2 separate regions of the Anser cygnoides genome follow, and region 2 is linked to region 1. The links are chromatin contacts, called in public Hi-C maps. All regions are on one chromosome and are shown on one strand. The core of a region is the stretch at or near the end of the contact, and the rest is flanking DNA. Distances in the headings are between cores, read along the strand shown. Region 1 has its middle 34 kb from the start of CTTNBP2. Region 2 holds the start of CTTNBP2 (cortactin binding protein 2).

The links. Hi-C and Micro-C count contacts between places; a contact is called where the count stands out from the background.
Region 2: a Hi-C map of liver shows a contact between it and region 1, with 2.7 times the contacts expected there. The contact joins the promoter of CTTNBP2 here to the enhancer-like site in region 1. A contact is called at or near these places in 4 of 7 Hi-C or Micro-C datasets (blood, fetal liver, granulosa cells and 1 more).

What each region holds. Positions count from the first base shown.
Region 1 is chr1:27,061,518-27,066,610 of Taihu_goose_T2T_genome, forward strand. No RefSeq gene overlaps it. Among named protein-coding and RNA genes, the nearest start is that of CTTNBP2, 34 kb to the right of the region's middle. Within about 2 kb of position 2,449, at least 1 of the 3 cell types and tissues checked has open chromatin away from gene starts, as enhancers often do. A contact at or near this core is called in liver, where this site is marked.
Region 2 is chr1:27,095,541-27,100,633 of Taihu_goose_T2T_genome, forward strand. It overlaps CTTNBP2 (cortactin binding protein 2), which reads left to right and starts at 2,813. Exons shown (of 23, transcript XM_013190811.3): 1 at 2,813-3,213. The coding sequence starts at 3,097.

The sequences.
Region 1 (5,093 bases), core at 1,199-3,698:
CATGCCAGCAAAGCAGAGAGAAGCATCTGTGAGTGTGTGAGGGGAGAAGGGACACCCTGAGCAGCTGCAGTCAGCCCAAAGAAAATCTTACCAAAGCAAATGTCCTAGCGAAGAAAAAGGTTTCTGTTCTCTGGTTTTAAAAATATTTCTAACTTCTCCAGGCTCATCGTATCTGCAAAGTAAATCAGATGATAAAACCCGTTTTCTATAAAATGTGATCTGAAAGCGTCTTGGGAGAGACAGAATAAGATTTGAATTCAATGGCAGAAATATAATGTATAAATAAAACTATGAAATTTTAAATCCTAGCAAAAGTGAGAAGAGGAAGGAAAGTGTTTTGGCAGAGCCAAGATAACAAACACAAAGCAACAGTATATTTCCAAAATGAGAAACAAAAAAGCTCTGAAACTTTTGGAAACAGCTAAGAAATAAAGAGCATGGCTCATTCTTTGCCAGCATCTTTTAGAGTGCTTTCAAACACTAACATTGGTCAATCCCTAACATTTACACAAATAAAAATATACCGCTGTGAAATTAGGGGCTGAAATCTCCTGTGTGTTGCGGCTAACCTGTGCTACCACTTCCAGAGGTGAGAGACAGAAGGAAACCTGGGCAAGCACGGTCAGGAAAATTTTGCAAAGGAAACAGGAGAGCACCACGAGGAGCTGCATGGCCCTGTTGTGGTTCCCAACCTCAGAGCGCCAGGCATGCTCAGGCAAAATGGAGCCGAGTGACTCCGGATCCTCGCAGCCTCCATCCCCGTTGTGATTCCCTGGAGTCCCACGTGCCCCTCAGGAGCCTGCTGCTCGCTGAGCCACCAGCACACATTGCACGGGGTTATGTCTTGATCACCCAGGGTAAAGGAGCAGCAGAGGAGAAGGCCTGTCTACAGCAAAGGCATGGGTAATCTAGAAGTATGCTTTAAGCTATGAAGTACACATTAAGTACATGTGAGGTATTTACTTTTGAAAAATGTGCGTATAGGTTTCTGAAGACAAGAGATGAAACTTTATCAGTGGTGGGCAGTCTGTGGCTTTGTGAGGACAACATGTACCCTTCAGTTTTGTCAGAAAGAGGAAGGTATGGCACTGTACTTCATTTGGAGGAGAGGAGAGTGACTGAGAAATGGCACAGTGCATTTAATTAGCAACAGTGTCACCTGCCCACAAGCGATTGAGAACTGTGTATATGCATAGTTGCAGCATGATGTTTATAAAAATGATAGGGCTGCATGTTTAGTTTCAATGAGAAAGTCTGATCAGCATGTTTTGCAGTATCATTTCTTTCAAACCTTCTTACACACATTCAGTTAACAAAATGTACAAAATCAGCAGTGAGTTGCTACCGTTGCTGTTGTGTTACAGAGCAAAATGTTGGGACAAAGCCAAAATGGCTGGATTACGTCAGTCCTGTGAGCTGACAGAGGACAGACCTGCGAGCTGTTGAAAGGACACACCACGGGGAGACAGTGAGGGAAGCTTAAGCACGGGCTGCTGACTTCCAGAGGTCTCTAAATGTGTGGCTGATCTGAAAGGAATGTCTGGCTCCAGCTAGGACAGGTAGCAGTGCTGGAGTTCACTGAAGTGTGCTTTCAAATTAAGACTTGTATTTGTGAGATTCAGAATGATGTTGCAGTGACAAAAGATCAAGGGAAGAAACAAAAGCTCTGAGTTCTGCTTTATACCACAGTTCCTCTCTGATACGTGAGCTCTCATGAATGCTGTGAATTCGTTTTGCCATACTTTATCTCTTTATCTACCTATTTATCAGTCTCTAATATATAGATAAATAACTATTTTATGGATGCTCTGAAGGACTGATGAAATGTTATATAAAGGAAAACTGCTAATTTTATAAACTGTTATACAAGATATGCCAAAGATGTTGGGCTAATCACTACTCCCATTTTTATATTATATGTCTAAAATCTCTGATGTTTCACAAAGGTAACCAGGCTCAATATATAGTTTCTTTGCTTCATGCAGAGTGAAATCCTTGTTACAGAAAGTTAACGGTTTATTTCATTTATTACAAATATCACAGTGATAAATACTGCCTTTGACACAAAGGATTTTCCTAAAGAAAAGGTTACGTGTTTAGTGTGTTGTCACCCAAACTGGTCACTTGTAAAATCTTATGTACCTTGCTGAATGTGTTGAGAAAGTTCACATCTGATGTTCCATGTCTATTATCCTGAATAGCAAGTCTAATTTATGAAAAGAGCATTTCTTTTTTAGAAGATAAATAATGGTAGTATAATGTTACACTAGAGGTAAAGTAAGGTCAAAGCTGTTCAGAGCCATCAAATAATCTGTCCTGGAAAAAGAATACGGGCAGGCTGAGCTAATCGAACAGTCCGGCTGACCGAGCACTGGCTAACACACTGTAGCACCCTATTGACTTTCCAGAACACGTCAATCCATCCAACTGCACATGCATTCATGTCACCATGAAAGATCAGCATACGTCCCAAGCTCTGCTACAGTTCTAACTGCAAGCAAGGCAAATATTTCTGTAATGCTTCTTTGTATCTTTTAAACCTTCACACTTCTTCAAGCTGACAAAAAATAAATAAATAAATAAAAGATTCTTGGACTAGGAAACCACTTGAAAAAAAAATCTCTTTGCTTTCCTAAAGAATCTCTGGAAAGTCATGTGTTTTTGACGTGCCTGTGAAATAACATCTGTTCTAAAAAATCCTCTGCTTTTTTTTCTCTTTCTTAATCCTTCCAGTTGTGAAGTCTTGGTAATATGTTTGCACAAAAGAGAGAATAGCACTTGCAATTTAGGTTATATGTAATTTATTCAGCTATGTTTTTTTCCAAAACAGAAGTGCCTATCTGTTATCAGCGATCATTATTGCTGTACCCTGTTGCTCCACTGATGGTTTACAAACACGAACTTCGATCTCAGCTAGTGTTTCTCCTTTACCTCCAAAGACCTCCACTTGCTAGCAGTCCCTGGCTGCCACGAGACTTTCTCCCGTTCTTTCAAACGAAGACCTTGTGACTTTGCTTTCTTCTCTTCACTTGAGCTGCAGTCAGCTCAAGCTTTTACACAGTCTCTTCAATTTAATGCAATAACAAAATGTCAAGTGTTGTACAGCTTATGAAGGAATTAAAATATGCTAGAAAGGGATCAGTATAGTCAATAGCAGGAATGAGAAAAGAAATAACAAACCATATTCAATTAGGGACAGAACGAACTCCCTAAAAGCTCCTGAACTCTCAGAGAAACCAGATAGGTCAAGGCTTATGTGGTGTGTGTAGCTGTCCTGCTAGGCTGAAAACTAGAGAATTTATAGAGCTGCTGGGCCAAATCCTGCACTCAGCAGAGCATAAATCTATAATATTTCCATTAGCCTTCATGGATTTATGTCACTGTAAGGGATATCAGAATCTGACTCTTTTTTTTCACTGCTTTACGTGATGAATAATGTGGTCATCGTAAACAGTTTATCAGGAAAATCAAAGTACTGCATTTTAGAGATTAGAATAAATGTCCTTTGAAGTGACTGGGCAGCAATTAAGACAAATAGATGTTCCTGGTGAATACACACCCAAAAGCCTAGCTCTCACTCTTAACTTCTTTCCAACTTGACTTTGATCAGAACGGAAAGATACCCATTTGTCAGTCTACTTTTCTCAGGGCTTTGCCCAAGAAAATAGAATAGAATCACAGAATCATAGAATCATTTAGGTTGGAAAAGACTTCCAAGATCATCAAGTCCAAATATTCACCTAGCACTGCCAAGTCTACCACTAAACCATGTCCCTAAGCACCGCATCTACACGTCTTTTGGATACCCCCAGGGATGGTGACTCAACTACTTCCGTGGGCAGCCTGCTCCAATGCCTCACAACACTTTCAGTGAAGAAATTTTTACTGATATCCAACCTAAACTTCCCCTGGTGCAAGTTGAGGCCATTTCTTCTTGTTCTATCACTTCTTGCTTGGGAGAAGAGACAGACCCTCACGCCCCTAAAGCCTCCTTTGAGGTAGTAGAAGAGAGTGATAAAGTCTCCCCTGAGCTTCCTTTCCTCTAGGTTAAATAATCCCAGTTCCCTAAGGACTGTTCCCTGTATTGAAATGACAGCTTAGAGAGTACAGAGAGAATTACAGAATTTGTAATCAGATATTTAAACTTTCTTTAAGCTAGATTTCAGAATTTTATGGGACTAAAGTGTTGTAGGCTGAAGGTCCAGCTTCAGGTGTTTTAGTTCTATACAAAAGGCAAAGACATAATAAAAAGTGGGACATTATGTTGACACATTCATCTTTGTCTTAACTCTGGATATTAAGTGTTTTTTGAAGTGAAGAAATGGAGTATCTTATATGTAAGGATTCTGAGTGCCTTTTGACACTGAATACAAATCAGCTGTGTATTAGACAGTGCTCATAAGGGAAGGCCAGGGCTAGTCACCTGTGCTTTGGCCGTTTGAAGGCTGAAGGTCACCAGGATGGTCTTCAAGCAAAGAGTGGCTTGATGCAGTGAAATTTGGGAAAGGAACTGTGAAGAGATTCAGCAACAGAGGTAGTGGTGGTGGGGCATCAGGCCTGAGTTCAAAGCTGGGCTAATTACTCTTATAGATCTCCAGTTCCTGAATGATCCCGTCCTGGAGACAAAGTAGGTGATCCTCAGACTGCATTTGCTGAAAACACTACTTCAGCTCAACACCTGGAAGCAGGGCACTGACAGTCATATGCTCTGCTCGGTCTCACTGTGCTGCTGCTGGGGATCTGTGGCCTGATTCAGGGAGGAGCAGGGATGTTAGGAGCTATGCACTTACTGAGTATTTTTAAATTAAAGTAGCACATCATAAAACATTTAAAGACCGTCATTGTCACCAGATTAGTCTGATCTCTGGCTTTGGGTCTGAATGTGTAGCACTGTGAATCATTAGAAATCAGTTCATAAGCTGCTGTAACTTCTTGTTTACCTAACAGGCAATTATTCCTATTAATCACTTATGATAAACACATTTAGGGCTAATGACATATTTCCATAAATAACATTCCCAGCAGCCATTATGAAGCCAGCAACCAGTGATGATAATAGGCATCCTGAAATATCACTGGTAATATCTACCATC
Region 2 (5,093 bases), core at 1,563-4,062, 34 kb after region 1:
CAAAATCCTAGTTAAGGTTCAACAGAGTGTTCTGTGTTGCTTGCAGGTCTCCAAGAACAAAGGTACCTGAAGTGGTAATCAGTGCAGCATTTGAATTATGTTGAATTCATATGAATTATGGCTTGATGAGTCCTAAATGAGGGTGATGGCAGAAATGCCTTAAGTTAGCAGTGGGGTGACATTTTAAAAGATTGTGAGGAGACAATGATTTCTGAGGTATCCGGGGGTTCAACATTTCCTTCTTGCTTTAAATTCAGGCACAGGTATGTATATATATAAATTTTATTTTTTATTTTTGAAAAGAATGAACAAAAATATCATTTTGCATTTTTGTTGTTGTTGCACGAAAATGGTTAGTAGCAAGGAAGTAATGCCTCAATACACTGTATGATTTAGGTACATAGCAGTTTGCTTCCCTGCCAACATACAGCCAAGGCATACATTTTCTATCACAGCATTTGCGTGCTAATGGAGGGAATGAGCAGTGTTCAGCACAGCAGCTGCATCCTGTGAGTTGTGGACATCCCACCTCTGTGTGCCAGGTCTCTAATCATAGGAGAGGAACACATTTAAAGCTCAGCTGTAAGGCCTGCTCCTAGGCTTGGCCTTTCTTTCTGCTACTCAACACAAGAAAACTGGAGCAGCAGAAAAAGAGTAAATTACCTCTAGTTTGCCAGAGAAAAGCAACTCCTTTGCCCTACTGTAGTGATAAAATTATCTGTAAAAATCACTGGCAATTTCTCCTGCTAGCAAGGCTCTGGCTTGGCCACGCATTAAGATGTTCTATTCCACATAGTACAGGCATAGCAATGATAGTGCACTATGGGAGCAGTCACAATGTCATGCTGTCCCTCTCTGAATTCGCGTGTTATGTGTGCAGATGTTATACTACTGAAGGTGTAAAGCCAGTTCTGAGAGAAAAGATGTCGGTAGCACAAACAGAAACCAGAGAATAAGTGACACCTTGTCCAGTGATGCAGCACTAACAATAAAGAAAAAAAACACTTCCTAATAGAGAGTTGGTCCCAAGTCCGAAGCCATTCTTCATGCAGAAAAATCTCAAAGACTTTAGGGCCCCACTGCCATCACTGACGCAGCAATGATTGCTACACTGCATGAGAATCTACTCTCAGTAGCAGCTAGTAATATTCAATATGGATTTTAGTGCTCTCATGCCACCAGTATGTCTTGTTGCTGTCATTAGGGGAAAGAGTTAAGAAATACAAACATCCAGTAGTGGCTCATACAATTACAAAAATCAATAATATTTTCAAAATGTTGTGATGATTAATTTAGTGGCATAAAGAAATCTAGATCATTCCTCCTTCAGAAACACGCCTGTCATCTTTTCGACCACAACAGTAGGTCAAACTACTTCCAACACTTCGACGATGTGCTGGATATTAGTTGTCTGGGGGCGGACTTTTAGTTGAAGTGTTGCTGGTCCATCTATCCTATTAATTTTTGTTGGATGAGATCTGAGTCTTCCACCCCCTTCTCTCTCAGAAATCGTTTCTAAATTTATCTTCAGATGAGGAAAGAGAGAACAGTTTTCAAGCCTGAGATGGTAAGCTGTGACTAATCTAATATGCATTGTTATTTTGATAAATGTACACTCAGTAATTGATAAAATATCAGTTAAACCAGAGTTTATGATCTCAGCAGAGCAAGAGATAAATGATGCATCCTTTGCTACATTACTGCTGTGATGCAGATGGAGTTAAAGAATATAAAACTTACATGGTATGTCGTGTGAATGCTTTGTACCAGCTCAGACAGAAAAACACTTAGGTAACTGTGATGGCGAGCAGATGATTACAACACAAGTTAAACAACAGCGAAATATTGGCCATGATAATGGTGGACAGGATTCAATAAAAGATACTCTCAAACCAGTTAAAAAGTTAAAAATCATTTTGCAGTGGAGTAAATATGATGATATCCATATGAAACAAGTGACTTTTCAATGAGATTCTCAACGGCAAAGCACCACATACTCTTAGAACTTTATATAAATAATTAGTAATGTATGGTACTTTGCTCTCAATAAAGTAAGCAGTGGCAATATATTATGAAACCAACTAAATGGTATTAGAGTTCTGGGAACTGAATAAAATAAGTAGGTTTAGGCTCTGTCATCAATGGAGTTTCTCTGCTTCAGCAGTGAAAGGGATGTGAGCACTCACCACAGCTATAGAAAGTGAAAAACTTGAGTAGGAGGAAAGCTGTATGACTTTTAAGGAAAAAAAAAAAAACAACCAAAAAAAAAAAAAACTAAAAAACTCCTAAACCCAGGGTGCATCTATTTGACTGGAGAGTTTCTGTGCACTGTAATGGATCCTGTACAATGAATTCTGCACTGTTCAGCCTACATTTGTATCACGGTTGTTTATTCCTCTTGTTGCTCTTGGTTCCCCTTCCAGCTATGCAGCTATGTATAGGGGAAAGTTCATGTATGTTTTTACATATATCCTCAAATGCAGCATTCTTAGAAGAACATTTTTGCTGACTTTGATCAAGGGAAGTCATCAGTCTCTTTCTCCTGGTCATGGTGCCAAAGGAATTGGAAATAAACCTGAAAGTGAGGTGTCCCTATTAGACAAGGAGACCAGCAAGGCTCCTTGGAATTACTTGTGTTATATGTGGAAGTTATATGAGGCTGTAGAATAACCAGGTCCCAAGTTTGGCTTGTCACGGATTTGTTTCTTCTAGAGAAGAGTTCATTTAGATTTGGCCTATAGCTAGGCAGGTGGGTTCTCATTGAGGGGGAAAAGAGCTGAGGCAAGGCTTTGAGGAACATCTCCTGGAGGAAGGCGTATGTTCTTGGGGGGCAGACATGCAGATAGCCTATGGGGTAGTGGGCTTAACATGATGGCCTGAAACTTCCTCTGGAGGGGTTAAAGCAGGCTTTGACTTAGGTACTGGTCTGGAAAGGCAAAAGGCAGCCCCAAGCCAGGATGAGCTCTAGGGCTGCCGCAGGGATGCTTTCTTTAACCTGGCCTCAAAGCACTAGGCCTGCACGAAGGTCCACCTCACAGAGGCTCTGAAGCCACTCCGGCTCGAAAACATGTCTGTAAACAAGGGCTGGTGACAGCCATGTGTGTCCCCCCCTCCACAGGGGAGGCGGTGGGAGAGGTGCTCTTTCCTGTCAGGCCCCCCAGAAAGAGAGAGGTGCCCTTCCCCGAAAGACTTCAGCTGGATCTAACCGGCCAGGTGAGCCAAGCCCACCGCACCGGATCTTCTCTTTCTTTCCCCCCTCTACCCTCTCTTTCCACTCTCCTCCTCCCAAGCCACGGCGGAGGCAGGGAAGGGAAGGAGGCGAGAGGTGCCTGCGCGGGGCCCGGGCCGCGCCGTGCCAGGGGCACTCCCCTCAGCCACCACCGCGGGCGGGCAGCCCGCCGCGGGGTCCCGCTCCCCCCTCCTCCGCCCGATGGCGGGGGGCGGAGGGGAGGAGGGGAAAGCGGAGCTCCCGCTGGCCCAGCGCCGGGATTCGCTCGCCCGGGGCGGCTCGGAGCGGCGGCGGAGGGGTTAAGCTCCCCGCTGCCGGTGGGCTCGGTGCCGGCGGGGAGGGGGTTAAGCGCCTTGGCGGCGGCGGCGGCGGCTGCCACAAGGCTCCGCGCCGCGCTCCGCGCCGGAGCCGTTCCAGCGGGAAGATGGCGACGGAGGGAGCGAGCGGCGAGCCGGGCTCCGGCGCCCGGGACGACTCGGCGGCTACGGCGGCGGTAACGGGCTCGGCTGGGCCGCGGGGGGTTAGAGCCGGCTCGGCCGGCCGAGGGGGTGCTGCGGGGATGGGACGAAGCGGCGCTCGGAGACCTGCCTCCCCCGCTCCGTCCCTCCGCCCTCCTTCTCCCCCCCGGGGCGGGACGGGGCTCGGCTGCGGCCGAGGGGCGAGAAGAAGGGAGAGGCGCTGGGGGTCCCCCCGTCCTCCTTTCCCCACCCGAGGGGCTCCCCCCATTGTTCCTTCCCCGCTGTCTGAGAGCGGGGCTGGGCAGGGCAGGGCGCCGGGGTCCCCCCGGGGTCCCCCCGCTGCCTTCCCGCCGCTCCCCGAGCGGGCTGAGGCGGTGACAGCGCCCGGGGCCGGGAGAAACGTCGATCCTATAACCCTCCCCGGGCTGCCGAGCCCGCAGGAGCCTTTTTTTCTCCTTCCCTTCCCTTCTAGCGCCCCCCCCCACGGCAGCCGGGCAGAGCCCCCCGGGGGTGCGGGACGCCCCGGTGCCAGCCGGTGGCGGGGCGCGGGGGCTGCCCGCTCCGCTCCTTTCAGCGCGGGGCTGAGCCCCACACGGTGCCCCCAGCTCCCTGGGGCTCCTCACCCCCCTGCGAAGCCCTCCTTGGGTTGTGGGGGGGCTGCCGGGGGGCTCAGCTCCTGGGCATCGCCCGGCAGAGCCCGGGGTGAGCCCCCCGGCAGCGCCCAGCCCTGCAACCGAGCGCCGGGTCGGGGGCAATACAGCCGAGGAGCTGCGAGGTTTAGGCTGGGTCTTTTCTGAAAGCAACAACCCCAGAAGGCAGGATGGCGCTAGTTTCTGGGAAATTGAGGGTACTACTAGTGTGTGTGTGCCTATATACCCCTATATACCCCTATATACCCCTATATACCCCTATATACCCCTATATACCCCTATATACCCCTATATACCCCTATATACCCCTATATACCCCTATATACCCCTATATACCCCTATATACCCCTATATACCCCTATATACCCCTATATACCCCTATATACCCCTATATACCCCTATATACCCCTATATACCCCTATATACCCCTATATACCCCTATATACCCCTATATACCCCTATATACCCCTATATACCCCTATATACCCCTATATACCCCTATATACCCCTATATACCCCTATATACCCCTATATACCCCTATATACCCCTATATACCCCTATATACCCCTATATACCCCTATATACCCCTATATACCCCTATATAGATACATATTCTTTTCTTCCAAGTAGGCACAAATTCTTATCTGAAGCCATGTTCCGGCTCTCCAGTTAATTTCACTTGCACATTTTAACTCCTGCGCTGTCACAGAAATTGAGTTTTACTTTAAAAAAATAAAAAGGTAAACCTTACGAAG